Regions from separate parts of the Pungitius pungitius genome. Here region 1 is linked to region 2. A link is a contact called in public Hi-C data. All regions are on one chromosome and are shown on one strand. The core of a region is the stretch at or near the end of the contact, and the rest is flanking DNA. Distances in the headings are between cores, read along the strand shown. Region 1 holds the start of commd10 (COMM domain containing 10). Region 2 holds the start of LOC119225551 (dmX-like protein 1).

Region 1 (5,675 bases), core at 1,730-4,229, 210 kb after region 2:
GCAACGATTTAGAAAAGTTACCCGTGTACGTTTTAGAGTCAATGAAAAGGCAGAGGTCGTTTCCGGGTACAATGGCTGTCACGGCCTTCTGCTGCAGCAACAAATCCATGGGGGGACCCAGGCAGGGGAGAGGTCTGATGTGACTGATGGTTACATGCTGCTCATTTACATGCTGTTAGATCTTAATTCCCTTGACTTTGTAAGGAATTCTGTTTGATGTGTCAGTGCTTTATCCAGCTATTGGAAAGAATTTTTAAAGATGAATGTGACAACTTGTGAGCTGAGAAGGAACTCTTTGTAAGCCAAAACGCTGGCATTAATTCACACAAAAGCAGGTCAGTCTGGATCGTGTCAATTTAGTATCAAGTGATTGTAATGTTGCCATTAAACAGTGCTCGGTTCAAAATAAGATTAAAAAGAAGCGTCTGGGAGAGGAATGATCTTACGCGGCGGTGACGTCCTCGGGTTGAGGTCTGCGCTTGTGAGAGCTCCCTGATGGTTGTTTATCAAACTCACCTTCTTCGGGGCAAAGGTATTGTGCTTTAGTTTCTCCACCAGCTCGGGTCCGGCCGCGGCCCAGGTTAGAGAGAACACCTCGGCCTTTTCAGGGTTTAGATGAACCGCCTCCAGCTGCTGCTGCAGAGAGGTCGGCTTCACATTATAATACACCGCCTAAAGAGGAGGGGAGACCCGGGTCAGAGCAGTAGCTTTACCCGCCATCCACCGAGTCTTATCGGTTACACAGTTAGCTGCAACTTGCAAGTTAGTCTGTAACCTACGCAACTCTAGACACCTAACAACGGTAAACTGATGATACAACAGCGACCCCTGCTGGAGAAATTGGCTCACAACGTGATCCACACTAACAGAGACTAAAGCTACGGGCCAATTTCTATCTGTCTGGCGTTCTTTGGGAAAAATATATATTTTAGCAAAGCAGAAAAATAGTTATTTTACATAATTGTTTTTTGGTTTCCTAGAGGTAAATATCAATGGTCTGTCTGCACTGAAATAAAATAATTGGAGGGTGCTAAAGTATTGTGGTCATACAGAACATTGTTTGCAGAACAGCTAATACCTAATGTTGAACCCTCAAAGTCATTATATTTAAGTAAGAAAAGTAAATGTGCAGTATTAACAAATACAACTTATTTTTCACAAATAACTCATATCTAGACAAATTACGCTATGAAGAAAAATAAAACCCACAGACAAATGTCAGATGACCGCGGCCCCTTCCCCCCCCCCCCCTCACCTGCTCCAATATAAAGGCAGCGGTTTCCAGGACTAGATTCAGAGCCTGTTTATCCAATGAGAGCGCAGATTGAAGTTTCTCTTCCTCCTCCTCACTGAATGTCCGCTCACCCTGTGGAGACGACATGATTCACTCTGTGTTTTCAAGAACTTCAAGAATGAATGAAAAGCAAATATTTGACTGATATGCAACAACCTTTCAAAATACACGAATATGATATATTTCTAGAATAGATATGTATTCTGGCCTCTGACACCCAGGTAATGTCCAACAGTTCAAATTCAATTTGGACATTACGCACGTTTACGCCGTGTGAACACATCTTTTCCGCAAAATTAACATTAGCAGTGTCTCTACGTATGATGTGTAACAGGAAGCCACGTCAAACTAGTCGGGGTACACCTGTGCTTTGACAGGTTTTTATGTCTTTAAAATATTCTCATTTAAACAAACAGTGTGTTAGTTTCCCTCAACACTGCAACAAAAAAAAGAACTCAACGTGTACATTGTTCTTCGCATTACTGACTGGAAATCTGACAGCCAGTAAAATGTTGTGAAAAGCCTGTGTGAACAGTGTCAGGCATGTGAGTGCATTCATTAGAGCAGAGTGTGACTGATGCTCCAGTGAGTCATTATGCATGCGCCGCTCTCTGTGGCACTACAGCTTTGCAGCGAGAGCCTCTCGTCTTTGGCTCGGTTTACAGCGTGTGCAGTCTCCACACCTTCAGATGAAGCTTTTGAGTGATGCGGGAGATCAGCCTGGAGAACTTGTTCACATCAATCGCGTTGATGAAAGTCACCGCTTCTTTTATGCTGTTTCGGAGAGAGAAGGGTGGTGAGTGTTGATGGCGGCTGCGTAGAAAGCACTCTGATCTTTTAGTTAATAAACAAATTCACGGCTCCCCGCCAGAGTACGATGTCATACATGACTGGTGCGTCACGCTGGCTGTTTGTTTCAAAGGCACATCTATACACTGACAACAAACACACATGAACTATAAGCAATACAGCAGTGACACCCTATAGCATCATATACAGTAGTGGCTATATATTGCAATAGGTTCCGTTGGGACGTTATTATTTTTTAAATATTCTATCATATGGAGAGCTCTTACATTGAAAAACATTAGATTTTGTCTCTGGCAAACAACAATGTTTTTTTTAATTTTCCAATTCAAATGATCAGTTCTGTTACATTTAAGAGGTTTCCACGCGCACACCACATCGTCACGCTGGATCACACAACTTCCAACCCTGCAAAGTGTTGGAAGTTACAGGTCTGATTGCCCCTCTCCATCTAGTTTTTAAAAAAGTGCATCATAGCTACATGTTTTGGAGGCAAAAAAACTTTAGTTTGCAAAGTAATTTGCAAAAATGTAGAAATGCAAAGCTTAATGAGGACAGCAGCTACAAAACCCCTTCCAAAGCTAGTGTGAGGTTTTTGCAAAGGTCCATTAACGCAACAAATCCCAATACCGGGAACCTTTTACGGGATTTGGCTACAGGTATTGTCACGAAAGCAAACGTTACAGTAAGGATTTACTTTCTCTAAATACAATCTAAAAGCGGCTCACCTCTCTGTTTCTTTTATAAAAGAAGTCATTGTTGATTGTTGCTTCCTGCAAATGAAAAATGAACTGTTGAAATGTGTTAAAGCAGAAGCAGCATCCTCGGTGTCGTTCCTTCTTCCTGTTGTCACGAGACTAGTCCCATGACACTCAAAGCTGCGCCATTATGCGCAGCAAAGTGCAGGAGAGAGACAAATACATTAACTACAAGTTAATTTATTTTGAAGTGATTGTGAGTTCGAGAGTGTGTGAATGATGGTTTGTAACACAATGTCAACAGCAAAGGTCACTGTGACCGCGCAATAGAAGTCGTTGCAGTAAAAGCTGCGTAAAAGCTGCGCACCTTAAAGTATCTGCTGCAGGAGTAACTACGGAATAAGCGATGGACAAACAGAGCGGCAACAAATGCGCGACAACGGAAGCGTCGTTGTTTTACAGCTATGCTACAAATAGGCGCACTTAAGTTGTATTATACAACCTGTATTAGAAAATAACACAATTAGTGCTAATGTAACGGCACAAAACTTCTATTAGCCTATGTTGACTTTAAAAACTCTTATGTGTTATATTATTACATATTAGTCACTGACAACCATTTCATTTTTGTTCGACAATGTGGAAGAGTAATACTGCATCCTATTAAGTAAATGCATGAAAGTATAAATTACATTTTCATCTTAAATATAGAGGTAGTAAAATACATTTTAGCAGTACTACGAAGCTTAATATGGAAAGGATACCCTTTATAAAGTCCCTATGTCGACATTATTAAATTATTAATGTTTTGTGTGTCTGTGGATTCATCAATAAGAAATCATAGGTTGTCAGGTTACAGAATACGGAAAGTATTCAGACCCCTTTCAATTTTTCAGTTTCATTGCAGATAAAAGTTCATTTTAATTTCTCATTAATGTACACTCAGCACCCCATCTTGACAGAAAAAAAAAATGTTGAAATTTTTGCAAATGTATTAAATGAAAACCTGAAATATCACATGGTAGTATTTAGACCCGTACCCCCTGTATATGTCTGCAATAATTCAAGCGCAGGAATGGGCTGACCAGGGAAAGAGTTTTGACAAATATATATCTTTAATAAGCAGTTATTAGACTACAACGCATGAGTGCATCATTAGGGACAACGTAATGATATGCTGCATCTATGGCAATATGGCCTGATAAGTATTCCATATCGAACACACATTAATATTACAATATAAGAGTAATAACACAATAAGGCAATCACAAGGTTGAGTTTTGACAGTTTATTATGTTGAAAAAAGAAAAGAAAAGTCATGCAAATTAAAATTAACATCATTTAATAAGACATGATAAATCATTTAAAAATATTTTGCATACAAATAAGAAAAGAGCAAATCATTTCAGTATATATATATATATCCATATTTCCACACACAGCATATCTGTAATAGAATATTATTCTTTGCACTGAGGTTACAAACAAGCTGTAATTCATGAAGATGTCAATACTGTGGCAGACCTTTTTTGATTTGATATTTGAAGTAGTTTCATGCTCTTACCTTCAGTGATTTATTTCTCTTGTCTGGAATTACCAAACCAAAAAGAATTTCCCATAACGTCACCACCAGCCACGCTGTCTCCTTAAGTAAACACTTGAGTCAGTGAAATCATTTCAGTTACAAACTGTCACAGATCCGTACTGTAGCAGCTTAACGCCAACCTCCACCGAGGCATAAGGAATGTACCACAAATAAATAAATACTTCAGATTTCCTTCCAACCGAAGGAACAAACAAAAAACACTTGAAACCTTTTTTGTTTGTTTAACAGGAGAAAAAAAAAGAAGAAGTAACACCAAAGCAAGGAGTGTCAAACGGGACCATCAAGCTGTGTAGTTTTGATACAAGTTAGTAGTTGAGGTTTTGGTAAGCAGATTGCATCGCGGTAAACATTGGCCGACTGCAGCTCCACGACCTCGCTGCCACTACTTGAAGGAAGGTAAATTTGGCACTTTGATGCTGATGTCACCAATGTTGATGTTTCTGGGCATTTCCGGCAGGTTCATGTTCTTTACTGCTGACACGGCACGAGCAGGCGCTCCTGCAATACCGGCCTACACACACACACACACACACAGGGTTGATAAGATAACATAAAATTAGTGAATAAAAAAAATAAAAATAAAAAAAAAAAACACATGTTACATAGAAACACATTGAACAATGGACACAAACGCACATACTGTTCTAAAGAAAGTACTAGAACCAAAAAACAGAAGTGCTGACAGAATGCAAAAGCATTGACAGCTACTAAGACAGACAAGTGCAAATGTACATTCAGATGCCTTCATAGCTTCATATGCACATGCATTAGTGGGTTCTATAACGACTTACATCACAACCAGAGCCAATTATGAATCAACTGTGAGGACACACTGTACTAAGACCATCCGCTAATTTCTGATGTACTGGACATTCGCCCAATGGACAAAGGCAGCACTGCTTTGGAAAGTGAACCCAGCGGACTATCGAGGGCGGATTAGGGGCAGAAATGCAAGAATTGGGTAAAGCAGAAAAAAATGGATTTGGTTGGATGTGAAGACTGAAATGATTTTTGGATAGATAGGTATGTATGTATAGAATGTGTGTGTTGGATTTTTAAAATGAGTCCACATAATATTAACTATAACGCCACTAGTGTTACTCTTCTTCTAGTGGGTGGAGTTACTTCTGAAAAAGACAACACACTACTCGCTGTCTCCGTGCACACTTGTGAGTAGAAGAAGGCAAATATTGTGCCATTGACACTTCTATTGTGTTAACTACTGATGACATGAGGAGGCCGTGAGCCAGGTGGTACTACTCTACAATGG
Region 2 (5,179 bases), core at 1,988-4,487:
TCTGCAGTCGCTCAAAGTCGCTGCCCAAAATCACCACGTCACAACCCGATGCATAGGCCTACCGAGAGACAGAGCGGGGGGATTGAAGATTACACTCATGAGGCGACAGGGGGAGGAGGGGGGGGGGGGGGGGTCATGTGAACTTCACTTGTCCTGGAGCCAGTGTCATTGCATCAAACCACAAATGTATGACAGCTCTGGGGCACAAGCAGATCAGATTAGAATTGAATGCTCCATTCCAGTCGCTCTCTCTGAGGGAGATCGCCACATGAGCCGTGATTCACCGTGACTATCTCCCTCAAGAGAGGACAGGCAGACATAAATAGTTCTCCTATTGATCCACTCTCTGAATAGAATCGCGGTCGTGTCACACAGCGTTGCCGTTGATTCCACAAAGGGCAAAATCTGTCAGGTATGCATTTGTATTTCAGCCACACAGTCCTAAGACCTTCAGGACGTCCTGCAGTAGAGTGCTTTTGCACTTTTGAGCAGGATCTTAAAACATGATTCAGCAGCTAAACATAAACAATGACATTGGTCCCATTATAATTATATATTCATGTTTGTACTTTGATCACACAGACTGCTTCCTAAGTGGTCACTACAACCCCCGACGGCAGGTTATCCGTTATCTTCAATTTGTACAAAATAATGTGTCTGTATTTAATTTAGAAAAACTGGCATCAATTCACCAAATTTGTGTTGTCCAATTTCCGTCTCCATACTGTGCATAATATACAGGCTCAGAGTTTTTGGTGTTTTTTGTGAGAAGAGGGTTTAGACTATGCAACACTTAAAAATGAGGCCACCAGCCCAACTGGTTTAGTACCTTCCCTCCTTTGTGTTAATTTAGAACTGAGAGATGTTGACAAAACTAATGGCATTTTCCTCCTGCAGGGCTTTACAATGGACGTGTGCTACCTCACCCGAGAGAAAAAAGTAGAACTTATATTTCACAAAGCAAATGTCTTGTTTACCAAGTGTGGCTACTGTAAACGTTGTCATCTACTTAGCGTAGGTTTAATCCAGAATCAACATCTAAATCGTGGGAATAACCTGTCAGAACAGGGAATTGACATTTCCATCCAGAAAAATCTTTTCCAGTGACATAATTGTTTAATCTATTTAGTCTCATTGTGAATTAGGAAATAGTCGCCTGGCTAACCAGCACTGCAGGGAGCCTGAAATATCTTACCGTGAATGGCACATTGTTGACACTCCCTACAGAAAAACAATTGTCTCCAGGATTGACAGCTCCTGTGAGGACCTGATGGAGATTCATGATTCTTAAGGGTCTCCTTGTGTTCCTTTTGCAGTCTCCCTTCTCAAAACACCCTTCCACTCCAGGTGAGATTCATGGGAAGCCACAGGAAGGACATGTTCCTTGTCTGTATCCTGGAAATTCTCTTCAGTGTCTCTGCAGGCTTGCTGTACTGAAGAGAGGGCAACGATGAGACATAAAACAGAACGTATTAGTTCAGTACACATCAAGCCTAGAACATTTTACAAACATGGATATTGATTCAACAGACAGCATGTGGGAGGAGGAAATAAATGGTTTGCAAATTGTTTCCATTGAATTATAGTGTGCATACAGAGCATCAAGAGTTCCGAAAGATTTTCTGGAAAAGTCAAAAACAGCATGGAATTTGTCTCACAATGGGACCATTGTAAGAAAACAAGCTGGCAGTATGGTAAAACAACTCGCTGCAAATAAGCATTTAACATATTCGGCACACAGACAGTGGAAATGGGCGTCATCGGTCACTTGATCATTGTTAAAGACTGAATGACCCGTAAAACTCGTACTACTTGTGTCAGCTGGTTATCATCAAGGGCTCCTTCACTGCCTCTCTAATGTGGTCAGTTTCAACTGGATTAGCATGTATAGGAATTGGAGTAACCACCAGGTTTAAAACAGCCAGGTAAATAGTAGGGAGGCCTTTCAGGAAGCTAGAAGAAATAAGCAAGGTGATGCTGTAGTCCTGTGTCGTATAAACCTTGAAAAGGCAAGAAGTTCTAGCAGCTTCTCTCCACTGCCCAACTGGAAAATAACGTCATGTCTATATAAAAGAAGCAATTGTATGAGTGCCATAGCTAAATTAGATTACAATTTGAGAAGTTTTGATTGGGCTTTTGACAGACCTCCGTCTGTCCAATAGACACTAAACGGCCTTTATAAAAAGGGTGCAGAGCAGGTGCCAGGGAGCCACGTGATTCAGCACCAAGTAGCAGTCTACTCCTTACACCTTTGTTTTACAATGCTCGTCCACTAAACATTTTCGCAGGAAGAGATTTCTCAATACGGTTATAGGTCCAATCATGACTTAACGTTAAGTGCTGTATCCTGACAATGGGACCAACATTTTAAAAACACACATTACGTCTCAAAGCCATACTCGCACACTGCGGTCTCAGCTGCGAAATCTTTCGGTTTCGGGGCAAGGCACATGACTTATTATTTCAAACGTGACATCACCGTAATGTCTATTAAGCAAGAGGACGACGGTGTCGAAATGTTTTCTACGACAAACAATACACAGTTGAGTAGGGCTCGTTTCCGTCTGGGGGCGACGCGCGTTATGTCCTCCGTGCTGTGGCGACTCACGTGATAAACGTTTCCTACGCCAGCACACACCGAAGAGCCCAAACGACACCACGTCTGGATAACACCGTGACACCAGTACGGATAAAAACACACAGGTGGTCAAGTGTCAATGATTTTAAACACTTGACACATTAGCCAACAGCCAACTAACGTTACCCGTTTTCAAGTCGTTCGAATCCTGTGGCTAACTTTGCTGTCAAGTTTGGCTAACGTCAACTGCAGTTTCATCAGTGACACAAACACCGCAACACAATCCCATGTTAAATACAGTGGTGCGCTACTTACCCCGTGTATCTACTTGGTAATGTCCCTCAAAGCCCGTGTCTTCGATGAATGTAGGTTACCTCTCCAACGCTAAACGTCACGTCTCCTCGGCTAGCTGGCGTTAGCGCGCGCTAGCCTGCGAGGCTCTCTTTAAGCGAGCTCCTGAGCGAGACCGCTAGCTAAACGTTAGGTCTCTTTTGGCACACGCGCGCCGCCTGACAATCTGCTGGCTGAGACCAGCGGCTTTATAAATACTTCTCCAAGCGCTAACCGCGGGAAGGGGCCAGGGTCTGCCCGAAGTTAGCAAGTAAAACGCTTCCAAGGGGAAGCTTTTTCCTATGTTGAAGATGTGTCATGATTATGACCGTTTCGCTGCAATGCATTGTGGTCCTTGTAGTTTTCCTGTGATATCAGCGCAAGGCTAGGCTACAGCGGACACCACAGGTGTGGCTGTGTTGAACTTTATTTACTGTGGTTTTCTGTAGACGCGGAGTACATTGCTCAACCTACCGTCAAGAGGTTCTAATACATAACTGCAATGTGATAATGTAGTTGAATATAAGTCATATTTCCCTATTTAACAGTGACCCTAAAGGGCTTAAAGTTGCTTTTACTAACTACATTTAATAGATTTGCAACCACCATTTAACCCATCCGCAGTGTCAATATGAGCAAGCAGACGAAGCACACACTAACTATGTAAACGCAGATCGGTGGGAATGCAGAAACTGATTAGTCCTGCTATATAGACAATGGTTGTACCTAGTGTAGGCGCTTAGGACTAGGATGTGTGAATGGTGGGAATGTTAGTTACCGATGGGCAGGTAAGCTACATGGCATGTAGTGTCAAAGCACTTTGAACGGTGACAAGACTAGAAGTGCTGTACAAGCAGTCTGTTTACCATTAACAGTAATGTCCTAGTAAAATAAAGTGTTTCACTGTGAACTAAAAATAACCCTCTCATATGTGCATTGAGTGTGTGTCAAACCAAGTTTGTTTATCATCTTATACAGGTACTATGTTTCTGTGTCAGCAATACTCTCTTTACTTGGATAGGCCCAATACATTTTGGGAACTGCTCATCTGCCATTTGCTGAGATTTTAAACTTTTTATTTTTCTAGTCTTCAATCAAATTTCTACAATGCTTGGTAGTCCAATGTAAATTCAATCTGAATTGATGATTTACTCACCGTTCTAGTTTTGAGATGAGGGACAAATTTGGTGGTTGGCGAGTGGAAGGTCCTTGTGTTGAGCTCATAGGCAACCACAGGATGTCACTGTTGCTCAATACTCTGGACTCTAGTTTACTTAGACCAGTGGTTTTCAACTGGTGGGTCGCGACACCGTTTTTAGTGGGCCGTTGCATGGGAAAATAAAAATCCCCCCAAAATAAAAATTCATTTTATTTTGAAGGGACGTCCATGTTTTCAGTTGGCGCCGCAAAGACAACCGCTAGCACACCCCCCGTTGACCGATCGATTTGGGTTGCGGCTTGTCATTAAGGGGTGATGGTGCGTCCCGGAGCCAGACCAGTTGAGAACCACTGACTTAGACGACTAAACGATGGTTAAACTGGACTATATTTCAGGTGTTATGATCAGATGTTATTTTTTGTTGTTCTTGTTACGTTATTCATGAACATCTTTCTTACCCTTTTCCCTTATTCAAAACAACACATGGCTATCATTAAGATGACTGCACGCTGACTATAAGACTTTACACAGTGCTAGATATAATCTCGGCCACATAACATTTAGCCTGGAGCTAACTTCTTAAATTCTACTTGTAAATATGTCTGCACATTCAACCCTATCTCCACCGTTGATGGGTAAAACACTGTTGAATGGGAAATTAATGAGGACAGAAGGGTGGAAGGCTTCTTACTCGATTAACACACAAGGAGATAAGAGGGAAAGACAGTCACTATGAATAATTCAAATGGGTGACGTGGCAGTGACATTAAGGAAGGTTGGCGACATTCATCGTCGTGGCAGGATGGTGATGATGAGGAAACTGTTGACTTCCCATTCAGGAAGTAGGTCACTGACTTATTAAAGATGCAGCTCTATTACTGTGATAAATTGTGATTTAGAGTTATAATGAACACATATACATCTGCAAGTTAAATGCATGTGCACTATATTTCTTTTAAAAGAGACATTATATTCGTGCACTCATGCATGCTTGTGCACACATCTACAGACACAAACACACACAAAAACACACATACCAACCATTCTAGTGTAATAAAAACATCCTATCTTTTTTCAGCATGGTTTTCTACCCGTATGGGTTTGACTCTGAA

The links. Hi-C and Micro-C count contacts between places; a contact is called where the count stands out from the background.
Region 1: a Hi-C map of muscle shows a contact between it and region 2, with 5 times the contacts expected there. The contact joins the promoter of commd10 here to the promoter of LOC119225551 in region 2. A contact is called at or near these places in 2 of 2 Hi-C or Micro-C datasets (both in muscle).

The regions. Positions count from the first base shown.
Region 1 is chr5:3,644,537-3,650,211 of fPunPun2.1, forward strand. commd10 (COMM domain containing 10) reads right to left here and starts at 2,980. Exons shown (of 7, transcript XM_037482806.2): 1 at 2,830-2,980; 2 at 1,978-2,068; 3 at 1,256-1,366; 4 at 517-672. The coding sequence starts at 2,858. ap3s1 (adaptor related protein complex 3 subunit sigma 1) reads right to left here. Exons shown (of 7, transcript XM_037483254.2): 7 at 4,073-4,916.
Region 2 is chr5:3,436,365-3,441,543 of fPunPun2.1, forward strand. LOC119225551 (dmX-like protein 1) reads right to left here and starts at 3,238. Exons shown (of 50, transcript XM_037483486.2): 1 at 2,894-3,238; 2 at 1,196-1,433; 3 at 1-58. The coding sequence starts at 1,282.